4 separate regions of the Mus musculus genome follow, and all the other regions are linked to region 2. The links are chromatin contacts, called in public Hi-C and HiChIP or PLAC-seq maps. All regions are on one chromosome and are shown on one strand. Each heading gives the region's core, a stretch centred on a gene start, on an enhancer-like site or on the middle of the called end of the contact. The rest is flanking DNA. Distances are from core to core; before and after follow the strand shown. Region 1 overlaps Prkn (parkin RBR E3 ubiquitin protein ligase). Region 2 overlaps Prkn (parkin RBR E3 ubiquitin protein ligase). Region 3 overlaps Pacrg (PARK2 co-regulated). Region 4 overlaps Pacrg (PARK2 co-regulated).

Region 1 (3,648 bases), core at 108-2,607, 540 kb after region 2:
CACAGATCCAGTCCCAAGGCCTCCCGTGAGCAGGCACCTTTGTGGCTTTTTTTTTTTTTTTTTTTTTTTTTAGGGCTAAAGCTGAGGTTTTAGAATTTGATCATGTGTTAAGAGTTTATGGGATCATTTCAGAGAAATTTCTTTCTTTCATGTCTAAAGGTTTCAGACTTTAAAGTATATATTGTATATTGAACAGATTCCTCCCTGTGCTTCCTGCCATTTCTCACCCCTCCACACTGCTGTTTATCCTTTTGTCTCCATAAAGGGTTGTACCTGACTACCAGTGCAGGTACCCACGGAAGCCAGAGGTGTGACATGCCCCAGGAGCTGCAGCTCTAGGTAACTGTGAGGCTGGGAGCAGAAATCAGGTCCTCTGCAAGAACAGAAAGTTCTCTTAATCCCTGAGCCATCTCTCCAGCCCTGAACAAATTTCTTAATATCCTGGTATGTTAGGTTGACTTTGTTCACTCGGTTGGACTAAGAAACACCACTCAGGGAATCAATGAAGCATACCTTGGGTGTGTCTGTGATAGCAAAGTGAAGTGAAAAGCCTTTCTATGGGCAAAGCCCATGAGTGAATAAAAAGAGTGAAAGGAAAGAGGAAGAAGCCTGTAGCACATCCTACTTTCTCTGTTTCCCATTCCAGAGATGAGGCATCTCAGCCACCAACATCAAGCTACCCTGTCCGCCATGCCTTCCTTTCTCCCAACCCCAATCAAATGTACCCTCCATCTTGTAACCACACAATCAATTCACGAAGACAGTAAGAAAATAGAGTCTCTCCCTCTAATGTGTTAAGGAAGTTTGTAATTCTGTACCAGGCTACATTCATAGGTATCCTGGGGTTCATGTGCCCCCACAGACTATAGGTCGAACTCACAGGCTGAAAGCTGTATGAGCAGTTATTCCTATACTTCCTTTAATCAAAATTGCTGCAGCTAGTGGCTCTGGGATCCTCACACCTATCCCCCAGACAGACAGATTGACATTCGCCTTTGTTTGACCAAATATTTTGTAAACTATCTCCCTGCTGTTAGGTTCTTATTGCCCACAGCCCATCCTTCGAGAACAGATGCTGGGGTGTTTCCAGCCGTTTATGCTTGAATAAGGACATACGTTTTAAAAGACAAATAGGGGAATTCAAGGAGTCCTAGGACCTATGAGTGAGGTCCGTGGGACTGAAGACTTTCTTACAGCAGCTCAAAGTTCATTTTACATTATCAGTTCTCCGTTGCTACCTGAACTTGGCCTCACTGCAAGAAAAGCGAATTTTAATGCACCGACACGCGGCACATGTGGGCAGTGGCCCCACCTAGGGGCAGAACGGTGTATTTTCTTTCTGTCTTCTCTTCCTGTTTATTCATTTTCTGAGTTGAAGAATGGAAAAGCTCACAGACTTGCAGACCAGGGAATTTTCCATCAGCCTATCCAGAAAGCTGGAGGATGTTTGAAGGAGACATCACTTGGAACAAAAGACTGGCCACAGCACATTTTTTTTCCCCTTAGGATGTCACCAACAAATTGGCTGCCCTGTGCCACACCCACCCCCTACCCCCATGCCCCGATTTGTCTAGAAGCACGGCTGAGGGGGAGCAGGAATGAGTTAATAGTGTGAGCCATTGACTGTCACAGGGGTGCGGGCGAGAACTGCATTGGAGGAAGGCGAGCCAGATCCACAGTTGAATGGGCTCACCCGATTCACAGATGTGGCATCAGTAACTCTGGGGTTCACATAGCTTCACTCTCTATGGAAGCTTGGGAGCAGAAAAGCCTGAGAAGCTAGGAACCGAACAGCTCTCCCAGACATAGGGATGTGACGGGGGAGGGAGTGGCCAGAGGAGCTTACAAGTGGATGGGAAGTCTTCCTTCCCACATTTTTTTCCTCCCAGGTATCTTAGCTGATCATAATGTTTATTTCAGAGGGAAGAAAGCCCTCACTCAGAGACTTGAAACCACATATCCTTCACAACTCAGAGAAAACGCTGAAGGTTGAAAGTACCTGTTTATCAAAGGGAACCTATGTTACCTCCGTTCTTGTTCGTGCAAGCTCACTGTGTTCTCATTCACACTTCACTGAGCATGAGATGACAAAACTGTACACTGATTGCATGTACGAGGCCAGACTCAATCCAGGCCACTCGGCTGACAGTTTCAACCCAATCATATATGGAAACTCCCTTGCATCAGGGCTGAAAACAGGTTAGGGAACTCACATCACTGGCATCAGGAGCCTGTGTGTGCTACAGGTGAATATGAGATTCCTGGAACATGGTGGGGAGTTAGAGAGAGGGGGTGAGGGAGTCATGGGAGGAAGAGGTGGAGAGACAGGAAGAGGAGGGCAGGAGAGAGCCCTTGGTGCTCCCGACAGAATTTGAAGAGTGATGATCTAAATCCATCCTGAAGCCGATTGTAGGAGCGCTGTCTAGAGCCTGTTGTCTCAGTGGCTAAAGCCAGCAAGAATGGCAAATGCTAGCAAGCATCTCTCCCTCCCCAGCGCCCGCCCTCACCCCTGTGTGTGTGTGTGTGTGTGTGTGTGTGTGTGTGTGCGTGCGTGTGTGTGTGTGTGTGTGCGCACGCACGCTGTGTGCCATGTATGGAGTGTTTAAGACAACTGGAAATGCCTCTGTGGGCAGCTTAAACCTACAGGCATTGCAAGCCGCCCACCTTCTCTGTGAGTTATAATGAAAACTCCCACAGCTAGTCTGCGTGTGCACAGAATCCAGACTCGGAGGTCACCAGGCTCAGGAAGAATTCAATGAAAAAGGCTTCGGCGTCTGCAGCTTGAAAGCTCACTCTCCCATCTTGGTGACTCCACCGGGTACAGACCAAGGCAAATGTGAAACTTCCACCGGCCCTGCCCAACCCTCCCCAGCACTGGAAACCAGCCCCACTTCCCATTTCCCATCTCCCGCGGTAGCTCCACTGAGGGCCGCAGCGCTGGGAGGGGAAGCACTTCAGTGCAGGGCCTTACATCACTGTCCTATTAGTCTAAGCAGAAGAGAGCAGATTGTTTATTTTGGTTCAGCTCTGCTCCAGGCTGTAACATCAGATGTAACTCCCAGAGTGACAAATTCTGATCGCAGTGTCACAGAGTAAACAAGAGCCAGGGAAGCCGGGTGAGCATGCTTCCATAGGGGGTGTGGAGTGGGATGGCGTCCAGGTCCCACTTTGAATCCCTTTGTCTTAGGCAGCCCCCCAGCCTTTCCCTGGGAATCTGTACTTTTCTTCACATCCACCCACGACCGTCAACAGCTTCCACCAGGCTAATAGACCGGGTCTTTAATTTCTTTCAAAGTATTAATGAAAGGTGATTCCTGCTTTTCCCTTAGAGCATATTTAACTCCTTTCCTAGTTCATATTTCATGAGATTTGCTGGGTATTTCTCAATGCCGCAAAGCCCAGGAGACATTAATTCTAATCTCAAGTGGCAGACTTACCCCATGAGGGTATTGCTGATACCCCGAAAGTTTGGGCCAGGACATCTGTCAAGGGGAGCCACAAGAATGACATTCTAAGGCTCAGTTCTGACCATCCATCCTCACAGAGCTCTGCAGGGTGGATAGATCCTGCTGTCACAGCAGATACTAAAGCCAGCAAGGCAACAGTCAGCTTGAGCAGTGGCTCTTTCCTGCCAATTGTAACCATCAC
Region 2 (3,603 bases), core at 358-2,857:
CACAGTGGCTTCCATTTCCACCATTTCTTTCTGGGGCATCCACATGCTGCCTTTGAGTTTTATGCAAAGGACTCTGCGGAGGGAGTGAGCATTTGTTCAGTCTTTTGGAGCAGAATAGTCTATACACTCATGGGAATCTTGAGATTCCAATCAAGCAAGTTCTCCGCTTTACTCCCTCTGTTCCAGGAGGGCTGTGAAAGGCACAAAACTGCCGTAGTCTGCAGGTCACTGACCAGGGTCTGAGCAGGAAAACACCTAGGGAAAAACACCTAGGGGAAACTGTTTTTGGTTTTGTTTGTTTTTTTTTTTGTTGTTGTTGTTTTGTTTTGTTTTGTCTTTTTTCTAACTACTGCTCTATACTATAAATTTATGCTCTGTGATAAATGGAAGAAAATATATGCCATGCACTGGAGGGCAGGTGAGGGGCAAGCTGCTTCAGAGACATTTCACTGGCCATTAAGGGTTTGGAGTAATATTCTTTCTTCTCTCTCTGCCCCTGGTCTTGTCTAGTGTTTGTCAGGTTCAACTCCAGCTATGGCTTCCCAGTGGAGGTCGATTCTGACACCAGCATCTTGCAGCTCAAGGAAGTGGTTGCTAAGCGACAGGGGGTTCCAGCTGACCAGCTGCGTGTGATTTTTGCCGGGAAGGAGCTTCCGAATCACCTGACGGTTCAAGTGAGTCTCCCTGGGTGGGTGGTCCCTGGGATGTAGCCAGGGCCAAAGACCCTGCAGCTAATGCTGCCAATCTGACATTCACGCCTGAGATCTAATAGAATAAATAGTACCTGGGGATTCCTTGAACTTTACTCCGCACGGCTTCATTAATTCTGACCTTCTTAATTATGCATTAAAACAGTATGCAGGAAGGACTGGAGGAACAAGTGTGGGTGAGCCAAGACCGGGAGAGAGAAGCCAGGGGCGCGCGCGCTCAGTTTAGTGAATAAATGTTTACTGACTGAGGGAGCAGGAAGGCACAATTTCTGGGTCTGTTCAATTTTTACCTTCCTTATTCTATTTGAATCGTAATGAAGAAGGATTCAAATAAATCGTTCCCAAGAAGGCTGCTCAGGCCATGCCTAGTGAGGGATTTACAACCCAACTGTGACCCCTGGAGGACACTCATAGCTGCTGCCTGGACTACAGCAGACACTGGCCCAGGGCCCCCATTTGCAGAGGGCTCTGAGCCAAGGACAGGAAGCATCAAATTCACACAGCAAAAGTCCATCTTTGTATCTCGGGGGCGTAGACGGAGTTACCCCTGGCCGACGCCCCTGAAACAGAACTAACTAAACTGTGGGGATCTGCTTTCCTGCCTATTACTTCCTGGGTATCTGGCCCCTGCTGTGCTGTGGAAACCGCTTCTTTATGGCATCTTGTACATTTGGAGAGATGAGTTTTGTAGGCATCCAAGGAACTGGATAGCAATTGATGCACGGGCCCTTTGCCTAGAATGAGAGAACAGTGAGTGTTTTGGAGGGAAGTCCGGCAAATATGAACCACATTTACTCAAGTGATTAGAAGCAGGGAAAAGCGCGTCCCCTCCACTCTGTGTAGGGTGGTATTGCACCCTGGTTCACAGCAGGGTGGGGACCTGTGCTGTACTCGGAGCTTCTGACTGCCCAGGCCAGGCAGTGCGCTGACGTATTTGCTGCTTTGTGAAATGCTTTTGGAATGTGGGTATACAAAGAAACTATAGAAATGCAAATGATTCTGCTATCTCCCCCCCCCCCCCCGCCTGCCCCCTTTGGTGGCAGGAGGACTCACACCCATTGTGCACAAAGTGCTGTGCTTTGCTTTCAGGCAATTTGTTTCATAAGGGAAGTGCCTGTGCTAAGAAGTGTTTGGATTTTTTTTTTTTTTTAATTTCAGTCAACTAAAAAGCTTTTGCAGTTCCTGCCAACTTCTAAACCTAAGATTGTTTCCTTCACAAATAAATGGTTTTAAAACTGTTTCTTGAATCCAGATAGACTTTATTATGAGAGCCATTAGATTTTAAATCCCCTCACCTGTACAAAGGAGGGTACGTGTAGCAGTTGGCTGTTTTTTGTTCAGTAAGACTAACTGGCGTGAGGGACAGATAGATTTTATAACAGTTAATGTATTGGTTCAACTGTCTTACCTTGATTCGCACGTTTAGAATTCCCAGTGTTCAGAGCTTTTCAGTGGCTTGGTTAGAGGGAGTTCGTTCAGGGAGTCTGCTTCTTACCCGCTTAGGCCTCTGAACTAAAGCAACACTAGCTCAGACTGTCTGAGAGCACTACATATGCTAAAATCACTAACAAAGCCACGTGGTCCAGCCGAACGCATATAATATGCACAGGCTGTGTGTAATTATTACTGTATAACCCATTAAAGATGAGTATCGTGATGTTTCAAAAGTGAGGCTGTATATCTAATGGGAAGGCACCAGGAAAGAGCTCCCGAGTGGATCCAGATATGGATTCTTCAGATGAAAAGGAAACACACACCACGGGCTTGGGAGGCAAGCCAGGTGCTGTTCTTCCGGAAGCAGAAGCAATACTGAAGACAGGAAAAGATGGAGTTTCCTGGGGCATTTGACAAAATCTTGACAGACTTGGTCCTTCGATTTCATTCATAGACAGCAAAGGGGTGCCATAGAAAGCCATGGGAAGGGAGCTGAATGTCCAGGGGTGCTGAGAGTTTATGAAGAATGGATATGTAAGGAGATATTTAACAAACTGTTGGAACCTGGGTCTGGACCTAGGGTACAGATTTAATATTCACAGATATTTGCCCAGAGAGAAATATTTTTACAGCAACTGGAATAGATTCAATTGTGAAGGGGTGAGCACGAAGCAGTATGAGTATCTTCGTTTCCTGACAAGGGAGCAGACAACTTCAGGAAGTAGAGGCCACCCAACTGACACTTTTGAGGCTATCCTTAAAGCCTCTAAATTCTGAGAGTTAAAAAGTAAGTGAAGAGCCTTTCTGTTCTTAGGGGCTGAGGTAATCATTCAGTGACAAAGGTTGCCCTACAAACACAAGACCTGAGTTCAGATCCCCAGAGCCCTCTTTAAGTTTAACTTAGTCATACACAGTTGTTTGTAATTCAGTGCTCTTAAGGGGAGGTCAGAAGCCAGCAGGCCAGCGAGCCTAGCATACACAGCAAACAAGATACCCTGCCTCAAATTCTGTGAAGGTGGGAACTGACATGCGTGGTCATCCTTTGACTTCCACACACATGTGTTCACGCACATATACATGGTACATGTGCACACAAAGATTTTCTTTTAATTTTCTGTTATAAACAATAAAAATTTGGTGAAAGTGGAGAAAGGGTTTGTGACAGAGGACTCTGTAATGTGTTTAGCTCCACCTGTCACTGAAAGGAAGCAGACCCACCTGGAGAGTTCTCAGAGGAGAAGTGATGTCTGTCAGGCTGTGCTACATGGACTAGCCTCTGCCTTTATGAATAGCTGACTTGTATGGAGACGTAATGAGTTTGAACCAATTTTGTATCCATTAAGATTTTTTCGCTTAACATAATACCATGCTAAGTGTATACATGGTGTTCTAACAGTGTTTATATCTTCATCTACCTCTTAAATCTTTAGATTATGTCTAGTTTTTAATGTAACACATG
Region 3 (3,379 bases), core at 606-3,105, 580 kb before region 2:
TCAGACATGGGTTTTGCATCACAGGTGACTCCATAGATTGCCAAATGTGAGTCATGTGAATAGTCTTATATCCAACATGGATTAGAGGAGCTCTCTCTCTCTCTCTCTCTCTCTCTCTCTCTCTCTCTCTCTCTCTCTCTTCTCTCAGAAACTTTAAAATATACACTACAGTTAAAATATCATTTTGCTTGAAGTGATTTTAGGAATACTTTGAAAACACAAAGTGCAGGTATAAATCTTTAACTTGGAATATGAGAACTTTAAAAGCTGTCTTTGAGGAAGAGTCACTGAATCCAAACAGATGGGAAGCACCTGGTCTTCACTCAGCATCTCCATCTCCAGGAGGCCTTTCATGAGGCTGGCTAAGTCTCGGGTTCCCAGTTAGCTCCGTCAGCATCACTGTCCCTCCACCCCTCCTGGTCTTACAGGGACTAAGAAGAGTTTCTTTGCCAGTGGAGTTTCACATTGGAACAGGGGCCGCGTAGCAGTCCACCTAGAACCAAAATAGAGGGGCCACCAAGACCCCTAACTCTATCCACGTAGCTCTGAAAAGTTAGACCAGTATATCAGAACACATCTGAGGGAAAAACCATAGGTTTTTTTAAATTTATTTTTTATTTTCCTTTGGGCATCTGAAAGACTGGTACCATTTCCGTTCCCAATCAAAGAGAAGCTGCAGGGAAATGATTAGCGCACAAATTACATAGTGTATAATTTGCATTCATAAGAAATATAAAGAGTCACATTAAAACTTTGTAGACTTCATCAGCAACTTAAAAATGTGGGTACTTTAAGATTGCCCTGAAGTTATATGCCAATGTGCTAGGGACTTATTTTATTTCTTTGCTATAAATATTCATTTGAATTAAAGGCTTGAGATGCTTGTAGCAGACAACATATTGTCATTTTTAAACCAGGAAAGTGTTGCATTTATTATGTTTCTTTAGAGGCTTTTCTTTCCCACAGACTTTGCGATCAACCTTATGAATTAACGAATAGGAAGAAGTCGTGGGCACTTGGAAAATGGAGATCTTGGGAATGGGGGTATGTTTGATCTTTTCTATGCTGGAGACCTGGTCTAGTGATGGCCTTGTGCAGCCGAGTCACAGGTATCTGCACCTGTCTAAACCTGACAGGTCCCTCACCACGGCAGCCTGTGAGTCAGGGGTCACAGCCCTCCTCCCTCAGAAATACAGACATGCCCAATAAAACACACGTTCATGGAGCCAAAACACAGCTCCATTTGAGCAACATGGTAAAGAAACTTAGCTACGTGTCTTATCATAAAATTCTTGTATTTAAAACGGAGTAAGCACTTTAATTCACGCTTGTCTTGAGACATACACTCTAAAGTTTAAATGCTTAAAAACAAGGCAATAGGCATTTTTATTGTTGATAACAAACTACAGATTTGTCTAGTGGGAAAAAAAATCCATGAAATGTTTGACAAAAGGGCTGTGATAAGAGATAAAGAACACAGTATTCACTGTCTAGGGATGTGGTGGGGGAGACACAGCCTGTCCCTGAGCCCACAGATCTAGCAATGCGCACTGTGATTAGGGATATAAACAATGGGTGCTGTGTCGGCATGGGGGAATGTGAACAATAGGTCTTTTTCTGGAAGTATCTGTAGGAAGAACACACAAATCAGTCAACAAGGGAGCTGAAATGATCCTGTATTCTCTCTAAAGATGATGCTCAGCAGCGCTTCTGCAAGGCCGCCCATGTCCTTCCCACTGGGCTTCTTGTTTTTCTTCATTCACTATAGATTTTTTTCCCAACTTGCACCTGGTTTGACCAGTAGTCAGCTGGCTTCTGAGGAGTCTCCCTATTTTGTACCCTCCCACCCTACCCCAGATCTGAGAGACCCGGGACAGCTGCACAACTGTGCATTCTTTGGTTATAAAAGCAAGCTTGTGACATCCTTCGCCAGAATCTGTTAAAAACAGAATTAATTAGAGGCAACTCAGCAGCTCCTCAGGGCTTGTCCACTGAAGGCAGTGATGGCTGGGAAGGGGGATAGAGTAAGGGACAGGAGTGAGATAGTCTTCAGGAAGCATATAGTCTATTGTAGGGCATGCCACCTGTGTGACAAGCAAGATAGGCCCCTAAGATAGGCTATCCTCAAGTTAGAAAGAGATGGGTGTAAATGTTTTAGCAAATTCTGCACGGCCCTAACACAGAGAGGTCTTGTGGCTGATGGTGAGAGTGGAGAAGGTAGCCTTTCAGGTGACAGGCAGAGTAAGAGCAAAGACACACATGGCTTCATGGAGTGACCATAGATAATCTAGACGGACGATGTCCAGCTGAGAGGAGGGGAAGTTGGGGAGGGAAAGGCTAGAATGGAGGACCTTAGGGCTGAAAATGGGCCTCTGAAACCTGACAGCTAGAAGGAGCCTTCCAGAGAGAGGTCCTCCAAGGCCACAGAGAAGCCACCACTTCCCTAGATGATAGCACAGACACTGTCTCTAGCAGGGCTCACCTGAGGGGGCGGCACAGGAGTTCAAGAAGGGGTGTGGAAGGGGAAGGGGGAGTGGCTGGGTATGGGTCTTACCAGGCACAAAGGAGGCATCACGGATAGACGTGGATGTCAGAGGAAGTGAGGGTGAGCTGGCACCAAGACTTGAACCCCTTGGAGAGACTATCTCACAGCATTTGATCTAGAGGTTGAGAAAGCCTTAGGCTGGAGGGTGGGAAGGGACACTGCTGATTTATTTTCTCCCTCCTAATCGTGAAATATTTAATCTAGAATAGCCAAGGAAGTGGAATTTGTCTGCTCTACCATTATCTACTACTAAGGGTTAATTAAAAAGCCTTACTTAAAGTCCATCTCAGCAGTATGCCCCCAAGTCACTGGAATAACAGTAAAATAAAATTTAAAAAAAGACAACAACAACAAAAACAATATAATATAAATAACACTGTAAGCTCCAACCTGCAAGCAATACCAGGCAAGGAAGGTATTTCCTGGTTGGGCTGTTTTTGAGCGATGGGTGGGTGACGAGAACTTTGTGTGTGAACAACCATGAGCTCCAGAGAAGCATGATGGGGCTGCTAATGTCAGCATGAGTGACAACAGTTACAGCCAGATAGAAACAGCCCGGGAAGGGAAACTGAGTTATCCTTGCTCTGTCTCGTAGGGTACCAAGGGACCACGTGACTGTGAAGGTAGTGTTGCTTTTGCCCCGTTTCAGCTCTGGTTCATGGAACAAAATTTCCCGAGGTTCCATTGTTCTTGCTGACTTCTCTTCTCACAATTCTTTCTGAGCAATGAGGAACAATCAGAAGAAAGGGGGAGAAGAGATCAGGCTTGGCTGCTCTAGGGTGAATGCACGTTGTGAGGAGCATTCTTTAAGTCCCTGGGGCTGTTGGGAAGGGT
Region 4 (3,544 bases), core at 636-3,135, 630 kb before region 2:
AATGCGCCTCCCGTGAGGCCATTTCCCACTGCTGCTGCCTGCGCAGCCGACAGAGACTGCCAACGGCTTTTGTAACCAGAGGGGAAGAACGTGTGCAACTGCTGTGTTTCAGGGTAGGAGGCCTTCACTGGCATGGGGTTCTGGTCCCCGGCAGGCAGTGTGCTCCGTAGGTTGTCCTCAAGGGGAAAGGCAAATGTGGCTGTCATGTGATTCCCCCCTCAGGCCTAGACTCTGTGGTGGAGGCACATGCTCCAGCGAGCTGCTCTTCTTTGGGGAATGGGGTCCATTGTTACAGTCATCAGCTTCTGGCTCCCTTTCCTCAAAGTCTTGGCTACAAGTAACATGTCTGGGGGGTGGGGGTGGAGGGAGGTGGTCATGTGGGGTGCAGCGGCAAACTCTCCAACTTAGAAGTTGTTAAAACCTCAGGCCTTGAGGCAAGAATACATATTTGCTTTTCACATTATCAGACAAATTCACATTTTAGGCAAACTAGGTCTGTTTTCCCTGAGAAACATCCCTGCAGACTTCTGTCTGCAGGTCTGGATGGAACCAGTGCAAGGGAGGGCATAACGGCATGCCCATGGCACATCTGAGAGACAGGCCAAGCCATAAATGGCTTTCATAGACATGTGCTAATTTGTGATTTGTTGATAGACATGAAAAAAAGAGAGGTGGTGTCTTCTCTAAGAGGATCAGAGAGATCCCGTTTGATCAGGGGCTGTGAGCTGTTGGATAATTACAGATCTACCTTGAAGCTACATGAAGGAGATTCCCCCTGGACTGCGAGTTCAAGTGCACATTTCTACATAGGTTCTCTTCCCAGGATGCTGAGGGGCAGGCGGGAGCTAAGAAATCACTCCCTCTTAAGTTAATTTCACTTGAAAGGTTTTTGATTTTTTAAAGCACTTTACAGCATAAATGATATTCCAGGGTTGAAGGAGTTCCTTTTGCCTTCTCCCAAATTCGGAACGATATGGCGGGGCTGTGGATTTAAATAATGCTACATTTTGAGTAAGGACAAACAGCTCAATACCACGGGCTGGGGGCATTTTCCCAGAGTTTAGTTTAGTTCAGAGTACATTTCTATTGGTAATTTTTCCCCTCACATCCAATGATAATACCAATAAACAACCGTGAAGCTGGAAGCACTGGTCCCAGGCAAAAAGGTTCATAAATTTATCCCGCCCATAGCTTAGAAGAGCCCCTGGCACAGCAGAGCCCAAAGTCACATGCCTAATGGTCTGGAGGGCTTATGAATTGATGGGCTGAGAGCTTTCTGTGGACTAGGTTGCTGTTAGAGATCCAAGGAACCCTCTGAGTCAGCTAATGCCTAGAGAGGGGACAGTTTTCTGGGTCTTTCTGGGTCCAAGAGCAAGGAGGCAGAAGTGAGGGTGACAGGTGATAGCTTAGGACCCCACGGATGGGGGCAGCCAAGACAGAGAAGGAAAGGCCTCTACTGAAAATGGCCATACAACCCCTTTTCAAAGTTTTCTTTCCTTGGGATGGCAAGGTATCTGTGCTGATACAGTGCCACTAGCTACAACCGATTTTAATGTCCTGTTCAGACAGGTGATTAAAGAAGGGATCTGTACATAATGTCACCCTCCCCTTTAGGGTCCTGAGATCTTGGAGAAGTACAGTTAAGCAGCATGCCCAGGTTCCTAGGGCCACACATGCCAAGGAACAGTGACCCCCAAGTAGCAGTCTGTGTGAGCCTTGGGAGTGGGCGGGGGAAGCGTGGAGACAGGAAGTCTTCTCCCAGCAGCCAGCATTGAAGAAGGGTGGGGCATTGTCTTAGTTTTCTGCATCCCTGGCCCGCGGTGTTCTTTTCCTGTCTCTATCCAGGGATGGCCACGGGGTCCCACTCTGGGCCCCAGGCTGCATTTGCATAACACATTTACATCTGAAGGGAGGGCACAGATTGGCAGCTCCCCAAGCTTCAGCTAGGCACAGATTTCTACAATGGCAATTAGGAATCGAGATAGAATGACTGTGGCCGAGGGAGTACAATTGCCAGGGCTATGGGAAGAAGGGGCAGGAAAACCTCGGCGCTTTAGAGCATTGAGCTGTGAGTAATGGCAGGGTTAGAGACCAACCGGCCCTTGTTCTTTGTGAGGCTTAGAAGGGACCAAGGACGATCCCCGCCCATGTGCTTGGTGCCGGAAGGAAGGGGGAAGAGAGAGGTGGGGCGGGGGCCTGCAAGGGACCCGATGATGGGAAAGGGGCTCTGGGGACAGCCTGGATGGCAGTGAGCAGAGGCCCGCAGTGCCTGAGCAGTGGGTGACACCATAGAGGGCCCCCAAAGATGGAAAGCAGACCTGTCTAACATGGACGCGACAGGATACCTGGGCTGGAGGAGCTGAAGGGCTTTCTGGCCCTGTGAGGAGAGGAGAATCCTCTTTACGAGGGCGCGAGTGTTTTGACCTTTGGGACTCATGAGGCCTTCCAGAGGGCCACAGCATGGAAACCTTCCTTCCTCTCCAGCTTCCCTCCTCATCCCTCAGCCTCAGAGGAGTGCTGTGGGAGAATTCCCCCCACCTTCTAGAAGGGGAAGGGACACATGCTGGGGAGGAGGGACATAGAAAAGGGAACAAGTAAAAGATGAGAAGCAGTGCTCAGAACCCAATGCCAGAGTAGAAGGTTCTAGAAGCTAGTCTCCTCCCAGGCCCAAAGTGAGGCATGGGTGGAGTGACTGGAGTAACAGCAGGCTGGGTCAGTTGAGTCAGTACATGGGGATGCGAGAGGACCTTAGGACATCTGGAAGATGGGAGCTGTAACAGAGACACTCATAGGCTAGGTGCAAGTGTCGGGGCTGAGCATGCCAGCGGGGGAGCTGGGTTTGGAGGACCCATGGGTGGTACATCTAACTGATCTTAACAACCAAGAAACATCTGCATAAGCAAAGCGGGTGGGGATAGTTGGCCAGTGGCCTCCAGGAGCACAGAACTCCTGGGAGAGTTGCTAAGAAGCCATGTTCTGGTTTCACCACAGAACACGAGGTCCTGCTGCTCTCCAGATGGGCTGTGTCCAAGCTGTCTGTCTGCATGGCTTTGGAAAGCACAAGGGGCTGGGATTAGAACTCCTGAGTTCTGGGCCACTGCCTCTTGTCTTAGTTGATGGAATGACTGTTTATAAATTCCTAGTTTTCTCATATTCAGACTCCTCAAGTTGAAGAAACAGCTCAAGGTCCTTAAAGATATTGTAATGCTAGTACTACCGGAGGATCCCACAATACCTCTCCTGGGCATACATCCAGATGTCCCAACCGGTAAGAAGGACACATGCTCCACTATGTTCATAGCAGCCTTATTTATAATAGCCAGAAGCTGGAAAGAACCCAGATGCCCCTCAACAGAGGAATGGATACAGAAAATGTGGTACATTTACACAATGGAGTACTACTCAGCTATTAAAAAGAATGAATTTATGAAATTCCTAGGCAAATGGTTGGACCTGGAGGGCATCATCCTGAGAGAGGTAACACAATCACAAAAGAACTCAAATGATATGTACTCATTGATAAGTGGATATTAGCCCAGAAACT

Evidence for each region. A called contact is a pair of places that touch in the nucleus more often than the background predicts. HiChIP or PLAC-seq counts read pairs in DNA pulled down with a chosen protein or histone mark.
Region 1: a contact with region 2 is called in a Hi-C map of brain, with 4 times the contacts expected there. The contact joins two enhancer-like sites. A contact is called at or near these places in 1 of 39 promoter capture datasets (hippocampal neurons), 12 of 484 Hi-C or Micro-C datasets (the N1E-115 cell line, brain, cerebellar granule neurons and 6 more), 4 of 115 datasets of contacts at active chromatin or transcription factors (astrocytes, embryonic basal ganglia, forebrain and 1 more) and 1 of 9 other capture datasets (embryonic stem cells).
Region 3: a contact with region 2 is called in an H3K27ac HiChIP or PLAC-seq map of stem cell-derived neural progenitor cells, with 7 times the contacts expected there. The contact joins two enhancer-like sites. A contact is called at or near these places in 4 of 39 promoter capture datasets (cranial neural crest, frontonasal cranial neural crest, maxillary cranial neural crest and 1 more), 1 of 484 Hi-C or Micro-C datasets (neural progenitor cells) and 1 of 115 datasets of contacts at active chromatin or transcription factors (stem cell-derived neural progenitor cells).
Region 4: an H3K27ac HiChIP or PLAC-seq map of stem cell-derived neural progenitor cells shows a contact between it and region 2, with 4 times the contacts expected there. The contact joins two enhancer-like sites. A contact is called at or near these places in 1 of 39 promoter capture datasets (cranial neural crest) and 2 of 115 datasets of contacts at active chromatin or transcription factors (astrocytes and stem cell-derived neural progenitor cells).

What each region holds. Positions count from the first base shown.
Region 1 is chr17:11,610,339-11,613,986 of GRCm38.p6, forward strand. All of the region lies in intron 6 of Prkn (parkin RBR E3 ubiquitin protein ligase), which reads left to right. Among named protein-coding and RNA genes, the nearest start is that of Gm41525, 53 kb to the right of the region's middle. Within about 2 kb of position 1,358, at least 14 of the 459 cell types and tissues checked have an H3K27ac peak or open chromatin away from gene starts, as enhancers often do. A contact at or near this core is called in brain, cortical neurons and forebrain, where this site is marked.
Region 2 is chr17:11,066,619-11,070,221 of GRCm38.p6, forward strand. It overlaps Prkn (parkin RBR E3 ubiquitin protein ligase), which reads left to right. Exons shown (of 12, transcript NM_016694.4): 2 at 511-674. Among named protein-coding and RNA genes, the nearest start is that of Gm41526, 65 kb to the right of the region's middle. Within about 2 kb of position 1,608, at least 82 of the 459 cell types and tissues checked have an H3K27ac peak or open chromatin away from gene starts, as enhancers often do. A contact at or near this core is called in brain, cortical neurons, forebrain and 2 more, where this site is marked.
Region 3 is chr17:10,482,511-10,485,889 of GRCm38.p6, forward strand. The region is part of intron 4 of Pacrg (PARK2 co-regulated); the gene reads right to left. All of the region lies in intron 1 of A230009B12Rik (RIKEN cDNA A230009B12 gene), which reads left to right. Among named protein-coding and RNA genes, the nearest start is that of Gm16168, 9.0 kb to the right of the region's middle. Within about 2 kb of position 1,856, at least 33 of the 459 cell types and tissues checked have an H3K27ac peak or open chromatin away from gene starts, as enhancers often do. A contact at or near this core is called in neural progenitor cells and stem cell-derived neural progenitor cells, where this site is marked.
Region 4 is chr17:10,439,781-10,443,324 of GRCm38.p6, forward strand. All of the region lies in intron 4 of Pacrg (PARK2 co-regulated), which reads right to left. Among named protein-coding and RNA genes, the nearest start is that of A230009B12Rik, 15 kb to the right of the region's middle. Within about 2 kb of position 1,886, at least 44 of the 459 cell types and tissues checked have an H3K27ac peak or open chromatin away from gene starts, as enhancers often do. A contact at or near this core is called in stem cell-derived neural progenitor cells, where this site is marked.